Regions from separate parts of the Hordeum vulgare genome. Here region 1 is linked to region 2. Evidence: chromatin contacts called from public Hi-C data. All regions are on one chromosome and are shown on one strand. Each heading gives the region's core, a stretch centred on a gene start, on an enhancer-like site or on the middle of the called end of the contact. The rest is flanking DNA. Distances are from core to core; before and after follow the strand shown. Region 1 holds the start of LOC123446660 (protein PSK SIMULATOR 1-like). Region 2 holds the start of LOC123449036.

Region 1 (5,066 bases), core at 745-3,244, 300 kb before region 2:
GAGATAAAACGTTTTAAAAAACAGATTAAAAAAAAACTCTCATGTTGCGACAAGTGACACGGTATCACTTGTCATAACTTGAAAGTAAACAGGCCGATACATATACAGGAAAACAACAACCACAAATCTTAAACTAGAATCTACCCAAAGGTCAAGGGCACCCTAAAATCCATTCACCAATCCCTCCCTATCCTTCTAAGCTACTCGTTCCAGTCAGCCGGCTGCCGCCGTTGATCGTCGTACCAGCACATACAGCTGAGACCTACGAGCACCTCGACGATAGCAGCGTCCGTCTTCCGACGGTCCGCGAAATGCAGCGTCTGCACCATCGGTGCACGCGGCTGCATGCTGAACCGTTGCTTCCGCTCCATGCTCCTCTCGTCGTGCCACCGCAGCGTGTCATGCGCCATTGGCCCCAACCACCGTAGAACTCCGTCCACCGCGTCCATCGCTGTGACGACGGCCTCCCCGTCCACCTGCCCTCCTCTCAACCTCTCCCTCAGCTTCGCCTTCACGTGCGCGCGTATGGTCACGGGCAGCATCTTGTACAGCTCGTCTCTCATCGACAGCTCCGTCATGCCGTCATGCGCCTCCTCGTTGCGGATCGCCGGCCTCAGTGCCTTGAGCAGCGTCTCGGCCGACAAGATCACGTTCGCGTAACGCAGTTCCATGCCCGAGCCACCGACGGTGGTCGCGGGTGGCTTGATTGACTCTGACGATGTGGAGGCTGTGTCTTTCGGCCGGAAGATGGGAGCCGAGTGCCGGATCGCCGCGTTGGGAGCCATCGACTGGTGCATGGGGCCAGACGAGTGGCCGAGCGCCCATCCCCGGCCTCCTGCTAACGGAGGTGGCAATCCCGGCACTAACGCACCGAAGGCAACGGAGACGCGCGCGAGCACGGCGAGCACCGACTTGGCCATGAGCTTGGCCACCTTGTGGGCGGCCACGCTCCAGAGCGAGCCCTCCGTGAGTCGCCGCACCTTGTGGCGCTGCAACCTGAGCTCGCCCATCAGCTTCTCGCTTGGCTCGTCCGCGTGCTGCCTGCTCTTGGATGACTGCGCCGGGATTGGCCCGCTGTGCTGCTTCCACTGCTCCATCCGCCGCTCCGACGCCTCTAGCTCGGTGAGCGCGTCCATCTCCGCGTACAGCTTCGCTGTGGCGGCTACGTGCCGCTCCATCTTCTTGAACCGCTTCGCTGCGCCCCTGGAGAACCCGACCGTGGCGTCCAGCCGCGCGAGGCCGGCCCCCCGCTTCGCGTCGGCGTAGACGCGGTCGAAGTCGTGCAGGAACGGCGCGTCCGGCAGCACGCGGCAGCGCGCCCCGAGGCGCGCGGCGTCGTCGGCGGCGCGGTCGAGGCTCGCCATGAGCTCGCCGCACGCGAGCCGGAGCAGGCGGGACTGGTCCGTGGACGTGAGCCGCGCGACGCCCTCTGCGCGTAAGACGTCAGCGCGGAGCCTCCTGACCTCCGCGTCCGACAGGGAGAGGTGGAGCGAGACCAGCCGCGACATGGCCGCCGCCGCCTCGAAAGCCAGGATGCCGAGCCCGTCCTGCCTGGAGCCTCCGCCGAGCCGAGACCGCAGGCCGGACAGCCATGACCTAGCCATGACCGATCGAAAACCAAAGAAAGAAGGAAACCGTAGCTATGTACGCTGCCGACTGACTGAGGCAGCCGCAGCCGCAGCCTGCAGGTAGTTATAGGAGCGATCGTAGAATCGCTGTAGGTACGTTCCAAGAGAGATGGCGCAGGATCATGCGTATGACGGATGGTAAACCGCGTTTAACAGCGAGGAGCTACGCCAGCGCCAGCGCGCGAAGAAGACGAAGGAAGCATGTGTGTCTGTGGATGGAGGATTAGACGGAGAAGGTGCGTGTTAACTTAACGTAGTCGGCCGCGCGACGCGGCCGGGTCAGGAGATGCGAAGTCGTCCACGCACGCAGCCGGCAAATCACGGGCAACTGACCCATGTGCCTGCAGCAATCGATCGAGTCGCGGGCATGTCGCTACATGTCATGAATTCCTCCTCTCCTGCCGTCCCGATTATAATTAGACTAGTGGTGGTGGAAGTTTGAGTGCAGTCTGATGGATAGGCCCGGAGACTTGCCCCCGCCAGGTCGTCGACGGCGACGCCTCCTTCCCCTCTTCCCGCTTGGCCTGGAATATGCATGTCCGATGACTCCGATCGACCGGTAAGACACGGTGCGTCGTCGCCTCGGTGGCCTACGTGCTTCCCGCATGTGGTTGTATGGTGGAGGACCCGCTTTGCTACATACTCCAATTGGTACTGTGGTACGCCTCCAGTACGTCTTTTTCTCGGTTATAATAACTGTAGTTTGAATTTCTTTTGCTGGAACTCTAAACTTCGGTTTTCAACCATTTATGTGAGACTAGGAGCACTGCCACGGTTAGTGCCCGTTCTTCACAGATTTGAATTACCACCGGAGGGCTCATTCAACGATTTGATAGTAACCTGTCTGTTACCTATACAATACGGCAGGAGTGAAAGACTGTTATGTTAGGTCATTTTCAACGCCGATCATCAAAACATATGCAAATGTCGAGATCGAACGGTCACGACATATCTAGGTCTCCAATGTGAACATGAAATTGGCCTGTACCACTTTAGACATCTAAAATCCCGCAGGCTCATTTGAAATAGAGGGGAGCTCTAGGGGAGTCGAAGCGTTCGCCACATTGAGCTCCGACAGGTAGGTTGTCGGTGTTAAAATCGGCTGACCTCAAGTAGGGGGTGTGAACTCTGGATCTAGATTCCATGGATAACAAGAGACGAAGAAGACGGTGTTTTATCCAGGTTCGGGCCTTGTTCATGAAGGTAAAACCCTATGTCCTGCTCTTGCTGGTATCGATGGAGTAGTATAGAGTACATAGTTGATCTACTTCGAGATTGGATGTTGTGGTCTAAATCCAAATCACAATGAGCTTAATCCGTCCTACGAACTAGGCCCCCCTAGCTTATATAGATACTAGGGATGTTAGTGTTACGCAAGGTCGGTTATAATAGAAAAGGAATATGTCGATTACTACGTTGTCTTGGATCATACACCAAGTCTTCGGAAGAGTTCATATTATTCCAATACTTACAATGATGACCGAATATGCCCGAGAGTCTGGCCCATGAGAACAAACGGACAGCCCGAGGAGCCCTTAGTCCCGGACTGCCTCAGTAGCCCCTGAACATGTTAAAAATATGCCCTAGAGGCAATAAGAAATTGGTTATTATTATATTTCCTTGTTCATGATAATCGTTTATTATCCATGCTAGAATTATATTGATTGGAAACTCAAAAATACATGTGTGGGTACATAGACAACACTCTGTCCCTAGTGAGCCTCTAGTTGACTAGCTCGTTGATCAAAGATGGTCAAGGTTTCCTGGCCATAGACAAGTGTTGTCACTTGATAACGGGATCACATCATTAGGAGAATGATGTGATGGACAAGACCCAAACTATAAACGTAGCATATGATCGTGTCAGTTTATTGCTACTGTTTTATGCATGTCAATGTATCTGTTCCTATGACCATGAGATCATGCAACTCTCGGACACAGGACGAATACCTTGTGTGTATCAAACGTCACAACCTTACTGGGTGACTATAAAGGTGCTCTACAGGTATGTCTGAAGGTGTCCGCTGGGCTGGCGTGGATTAAGACTAGGATTTGTCACTCCATGTGACGGAGAGGTATCTCGGGGCCCACTCGGTAATACAACATCACAACAAGCCTTGCAAGCAATGTGACTAAGGAGTTAGTCACAGGATCTGGTATTACAGAACGAGCGAAGAGACTTGCCGGTAACGAGATTGAACTAGGTATGGAGATACCGACGATCGAATCTCGGGCAAGTAACATACCGAAGGACAAAAGGAACATCATACGGGATTAACTGAATCCTTGACATATAGGTTCAACCGATAGAGATCTTCGTAGAATATGTAGGAGCCAATATGAACATCGAGGTCCCGCTATTGGTTATTGACCGGAGAGTGTCTCGGGTCATGTCTGCATAGTTCTCGAACTCGCAGGGTCTGCACGCTTACGGTTCGGGGACGTTTCAGTATAGTTGAGTTGTAGGTGCTGGTGACTGAAGGTTGTTCGAAGTCTCGGATGACATCCTGGATGTCACGAGGAGCTCCAGAATGGTTCGGAGGTAAATATTGATATATAGGAAGTCCTGTTTTGGTCACCGGAAAATTTCAGGCTCATCGGTAGTGTACCGGGAGTGCTTGGAGGGTACCGGGGGACCACCGGGAGGGGTGTGATGACCCAAAGGCTTCATGGGATGTGAGAGGAGGTAGACAAGCCCCTAGTGGGCTTGCCAAAGCCTCCCCTAAGGGTTCATGCGGCTGGAGTGGAGGAATAAGGCAAAAGGCCAATAGGTGGAAAGGGTTTCTAAATTAGGAAGGAGTCCTAATAGGATTCCACCTCCCTTGTGGGAGGTGGATTCCTCCCTTGTTGGCTCGGCGGGACCTCTCCTTGGAGGAGGTTCCAAGGTAGCCTCCCCTCCTCTTCCTCCTATATATACTAGAGGTTTTAGAGGTGAGGGCTAACCCTAATTGCCACGTGCTCCCTCTACTTCTCTCTAGATTTGTTTCTCCTCTAGTTTACTTCGGCGGTGCTTAGGCGAAGCCCTGCTGGATTCGTTCACCACGACCACCACCACGCTGCCGTGCTGGAGAACTCATCTACCTCTCCGCCCCTCTTGCTGGATCAGGAAGGCGGTGATCTTCATCGATCTGTATGTGTGCTGAACGTGGAGGTGCCGTCCGTTCGGCACTAGATCGGGATGGATCGTGATGGATCACAGGACGGATTATGATGAGATCGTGGGACGGGCTGCGATTTGAATCGCGAAGATGTTCCACTACATCAACCGCATTATTTATGCTTCCGCTTAGCGATCTACAAGGGTATGTAGATTTACTCTCCCCTCTCGTAGAAGATCATCACCATGGATAGGTATTGCGTGTGCGTCGGAATTTTTTTGTTTCCCATGCAACGTTCCCCAACAGAACTAGCCTCCAATGCCGCAGTTTAGGATCAAAA
Region 2 (5,396 bases), core at 719-3,218:
CATCTCACCAACGACATTTGTAGGAGTGCCAAGTGTAAGCATTCTCAGACCAGCCGTGCACTTCCGCTTGGCATAGAAAGAGAGTTGACCGCAGCAATCCCTTGTGAGTTTGAAGTAGTCATCGTGTGCCTCTACTCCCTCCATAATGCGCAAACATTATGACTTTTCGCACGTGAAAATGGCGACGAAATCATGGATCATCCAAAAAATTTTGGGTTCGAAGCTAAGCAGCCCTTCTGCAACAGCTTTGCTCAAGATACCCTGTCCCGATTGATCACTCTTCTTCCTTTGATGAGCTCTCGAAATTAAGAATATGCTTCACTTGTCGGTCCATTTCCTCTTGCATGCTCATGAGCATGATCATGTTCACTTCTTCATCTGAATCCGAGGAATCAAAGAACTCATCTTGAATCATTTGATCAAGTTTCGTCGCTCCATACTCCCCGTGGGTCGAAGTATCAAAATCCATTGTTTTCCCTAAAAAAATCACAAAAAATCAGGTGAGACAATGTGTCAAACACATTAAGCGCAAGGCGAAGCTATATAGTTACCGGACGTACCGCGGTGGAATCCGGGTCGGCGATGACGTCCCCTGCGGCAAGAACGAGAGAGAAGACTACTCTGCTGGAGCTGGCGGCGCACATGCTAGGAACGGCTACGGAGCGTGCGCAGCAACGGAGCTCCAAGATGGACAACGTAGAGGAGGAAGAAGAGAGAAGAGAGCAAATGGATCTGGCAGTTCTCGGGGTGGATTTGATACAATTGCGATGGGGTCGGACTGTCGGGTCGCACGTGGCAGACGTGCTCGGACGTCCCATATCCGTCTCATATTTAGACTGAGTATGAGGGTTGTCGGTTAGTTCGCACGGTCATCTAGATTAAAACTTCGTGACTGGTTAATGTTCCACGGTCGCCCATGCGTTTGAGAAGGTTTATGATGCTAGATGCTCTAAGAGCAAGTACAATAGAGCTGAGTTAGCTGACTATAAGGAATAAACTAATATATTTTTGTTTAGTTAGAGGAAAGAGAAGAGGAGAGAGAAGGTAAGAGCCAGCTCTAGCACGTGCTCCTAGTCATTTCGTGAGTATGAACGGTGGGCCATATAATAAAAAAGTAATATATCTTTGCAATGAACTATTGTACTTCCTCCGTTCCTAAATATAAGTCTTTTAAGCGACTTCACTAAGGGACTACATACAAAACAAAATAAGTGAATCTACACTCTAAAGTATGTCTATATACATCCGTATGTAGTCCTATAATGCAATCTCTAAAAAGACTTATATTATGGAACGGAGGGAGTACATGTTGACTATAAGATGGACTATAAATGACATGACAATGACTTATAGCCAGCAGCTGACTATACTATTCTGGTTGCTCTAACAGCGACGGGAAGACCAATAATACCCCTGGTCCAAAATCATCGAACCAAGAGAGAAGTCGGCTGTCACTCCCAGCCAGCCCGTGCGCATCCTCTCCCGCGAACATACCCAGCGCCTGAGGCCTGACGACGGCGGACAAGGCCGCCCCTCCCGCCGACGGCCAGGCGACAGCCGACCCGCCCGCCCTCCGCCGCGCCTCCCCACCGATCTCCCCCATTCGGCACATCCCTGACCTCTGCCGCTCCACTCTCCCGGGACTTCACCCTGCTGCGGCCGCCGCCGCGCCCCCCGCGCCGACGCCCGGCCCTGCCCCAAGCTCCGTCCCTCCGTCAGGTCTGCTGTCTTCTGGGGTCCTCTCCGCTGCTTCGCCATTCCACGAGACCTACAGCGACCTCTCCTCTCCACCATCTGTCCACCCCGTAACTTCCCCTCTCCCTCTCCTGACCCCATCTTATGCTCGGGTCTGCTCGAGCTCCAGTCCGACCCAATGCGGCCATGAAATCCCTCCTGTAGTCGTGCTTCCTCCGTGCCGTATCTAGGCGTCATCGCTGACGCCTCATACCAAAAAAAAAAAACACCTCTGACGCGCGTCGCCGTCGTGGCCGTTCCCGTCCTCATCGCGTCGCTGCTGTCCCCACCTCGTCCGCAACCTTGGTCCTTGCTTTTTGAGGTATGAGCTTCTAATCATCCAGAAACTACTAAACCTCAAACCAACCTCGACAAATTTTGGGCGTGCCGATTCACTTCCTGCACACCATGTAGATCCGCACCTGATTTGGATCCTGACTGCCCTTGGTTTCTTTTCAGGTAGGATCCAGGGATCCATAAGCGAAGTCTTCCCGAGCTACGGAGGATGTGATTGGAAGCAACTACGGTTTCATTCAGAAATGGCTACACCAGGGAGCAGTACTGGGGCTGGCGGCAGCAGCACCAGACCGGCGAATCGCGCAGTTTTCGTCAATTCTGCTGCGGCGGCGGTCGGTTCGGCCGACGCCAGATTCCACTCCCAACAACCACACCAGGATAGGGTATACTCGTGCGCTCAATTACTTAAGCTTAGCTAGTCGTTTGTGCCTTTTTTGCTTTAGATGAGCACATCCATCAGACCATCACTACATACGAAGTACGAACTGTACCGGACACTAGCTGCTGCAACTTGCAAGGGCATCTTTACCCCAATAATTATGCTTTAGTACTGGCTGCTTGCTTCATGCAGCTTTGCATAATGAGCTGAATTGACTATTCATCTTGGTGTTGGTCCATGCTAAATTGCATGATTTTGCACCAGTTTGGTAATTTTGTGAAGACCACATACATTGTCCTGCTACAGCATCACCTGGAGTATCTTGCTCTTTCATTCCTTTCATAGATATTGCATTCCTTTCATAGATATTGTATATATCAGTATATAGGTATAGCTCGTCGATCTTTATATCCACATTTTGCTTAGAGTTGAGGTTTGGGAAAAGTAGCTTTTCACTTTGGAAAGCACTGACTGTATGGTAGAAGCACAAACTCATTTTGGTGTTTTCCATGATAGGATATTTTTCCTTCTGAAGTTTTTTCAGACTTCTTGTGGACTGCATGCTGTGACCAGTTAGGATCTTTTTCCTTCTGAAGATTTTTCAGACTCTTGTGAAATGTGTGCTGTAATCAGTTAAGATCTTTTTTCTTCTGAAGATTTTTCACTTTTTCTGACTCTTGTGAGATACGAGCTGTGATGACTGATAACACAATTTATATGTTCTATGTGCGGCGGCATTTTGCGCTTGTGAATTTTGCTCTAATTTACTTGCATGGTTATTAATGATGCAATGTGTTTTTTTTCCTTTATGTACAGAGTTTAATAGTCATCTGCAGTTTCATCATTGACCTAACTACTACATTGCGTTTTTAAACTTGTTCTTTGTTCAGCTGTGGAGTCAATTTTGTGTATCTTTTACCAATAATCAGCCGGATGGTTTTTATCTCTGCTTCCAGGAACAATCAAATTCATTTATTTGCTCCCTAAACAAAATTCATTTATACTTGCACTAATGCATTACATGTTTCTCTGTTCTTAACAGCAGAGTAGATGGGCTGGCTGTTTTTCTGGCTTGTCATGTTTTGGGTCGCAGAAGGGTGGAAAGCGTATAGTTCCTGCAGCACGTATGCCTGATGGGAACGCGTCAACTAACCGCGGAAATGCTCTTCAATCTGGTAGAAATTCTAACCAAAATGGGGCTATGAATTTATCTCTTCTTGCGCCACCATCATCGCCTGCATCCTTCTCGAACTCTGCTCTTCCTTCGACTGCTCAGTCACCTAACCGCTTCCTTTCAATATCTGCAAACTCTCCTGGTGGCCCAACGTCTAATATGTTCGCTGTTGGACCATATGCCAATGAACCTCAACTTGTCTCACCTCCAACAGCTTTTTCAACTTTCACAACTGAGCCCTCTACAGCACCACTGACCCCTCCTCCTGAACTAGCTCATGCAACCACTCCGTCCTCTCCAGATGTTCCATATGCTCGGTTTCTTTCATCATATATGGGTCCTAAAACTGCTGGCAAGGAGCACAACATGCATTACTTGTCAACAGCATACTCTGGTGGCTTAGGACTGCAGGGATCTTATCCACTTTACCCAGGGAGCCCTTCTAGCAGCCTCATATCACCTGCCTCAGTAACTCCAAGGACCGGTCTATCCTCACCAATCCCTGAACAAGATGTTCCTGCTGCACACTGGAAGACATCTAGGTCCGTCTGTGACACACCATATTCCATTGCATCGCCCATTCCTGAGCAAGAGGTCCCTACCGCACAGTGGAAGACTTCCAGATCTGCTTGTGACACACCGTATTCCAGGACATCACCATCAAATATCTTTGGACTTGATTCAGCTGCCCCTAGAAACTGTCTGCTGGATAGCAATTTTTTCCGTCCAGCGGCATCTGCTCAGTTCTACCTGGATCAGGCTCAACAGTCATTTCCGTATAATGGTGGAAGGCTTAGTGTCTCAAGGGATAAGCAAGATGCTGATGAGGTTGAAGCATACAGAGCATCATTTGGATTCAGTGCGGATGAGATTGTTACAACTCAACATTATGTAGAAATACCAGACGCGCTGGATGATGGGTTCAGCATATCCCCATTTGGAAACAATGCCCCTGCTACTGAGGTGTCCCCATTTATTGATCTGCCTAATGAGGTTCAGAAAGTTGATAAAATGGATAAATCACTCTTCAATGTCAACGAGACCACAAGCCCAAAGAAGTCGCCAGACCAGCTTTCTGGTGGCAGTCCACAAAAAGTACTGCACGTGGATATATTCAAAGGTAATTTTTTTTCCTGACTTTTCACCGCGGCCATTCTGTTATATCTTGATTTACCACAATCATCATTTAGATCTCCGCGAACTATTGTGCAGACTAATTTATTCAGTAATTTGAAGTTTTGAACTATACAAGCACTCTGTAACCTCAACACAAATGTCTTTCATTAACATCCAGGTACACCCAGATTTCTATTTGCACAATACCCTACTGATATCCTTAATCAACTTACCTCAGGATCGAAAGCGGGGCATCTATCCGAGGATGACACAACCGTGAAAGATTGCCATCCTTTCAGGAAGGCGGGAGATGAAATATCTCTAAAACCCATTGAGGTTAGGAAGAAATCTCCGCCTAGCCAGGCATGCTCAGACGCAGAAATTGAGTACAGAAGGGCGAGGAGTTTGAGAGAAGCCAACAGTGTTCTGTCATGGCGAAGCTCACTGTCAAGACAGCTGCAGTAATGGTGCTCTAGGGTGCAGGATAAGTTTCATAGTTCCCTTAGCCTAGTGTGCCTCGATTCGAGCCGAGCTGTTAGAAGAAAGCCGTAACCGGAGAGTAGCCTGTACTACGAGATTAAAAAAGAGTAGCATCTACTACTCCTGCTATATATATGGGGATTCGATTTATACAGCCAAATTGCTCTGGGTATGTTATGAACAGCTTGTATTCTGCTCCCTGTTTAAGATTACCAT

The links. Hi-C and Micro-C count contacts between places; a contact is called where the count stands out from the background.
Region 1: a contact with region 2 is called in a Hi-C map of seedling, with 4 times the contacts expected there. The contact joins the promoter of LOC123446660 here to the promoter of LOC123449036 in region 2. A contact is called at or near these places in 4 of 6 Hi-C or Micro-C datasets (leaf, seedling and an unstated tissue).

Annotation. Positions count from the first base shown.
Region 1 is chr4H:479,665,224-479,670,289 of MorexV3_pseudomolecules_assembly, reverse strand. LOC123446660 (protein PSK SIMULATOR 1-like) reads right to left here and starts at 1,994. Exons shown (of 1, transcript XM_045123221.1): 1 at 26-1,994. The coding sequence starts at 1,604. The coding sequence ends at 201.
Region 2 is chr4H:479,364,466-479,369,861 of MorexV3_pseudomolecules_assembly, reverse strand. LOC123449036 reads left to right here and starts at 1,968. Exons shown (of 4, transcript XM_045126105.1): 1 at 1,968-2,056; 2 at 2,194-2,414; 3 at 3,456-4,704; 4 at 4,939-5,396. The coding sequence starts at 2,274. The coding sequence ends at 5,165.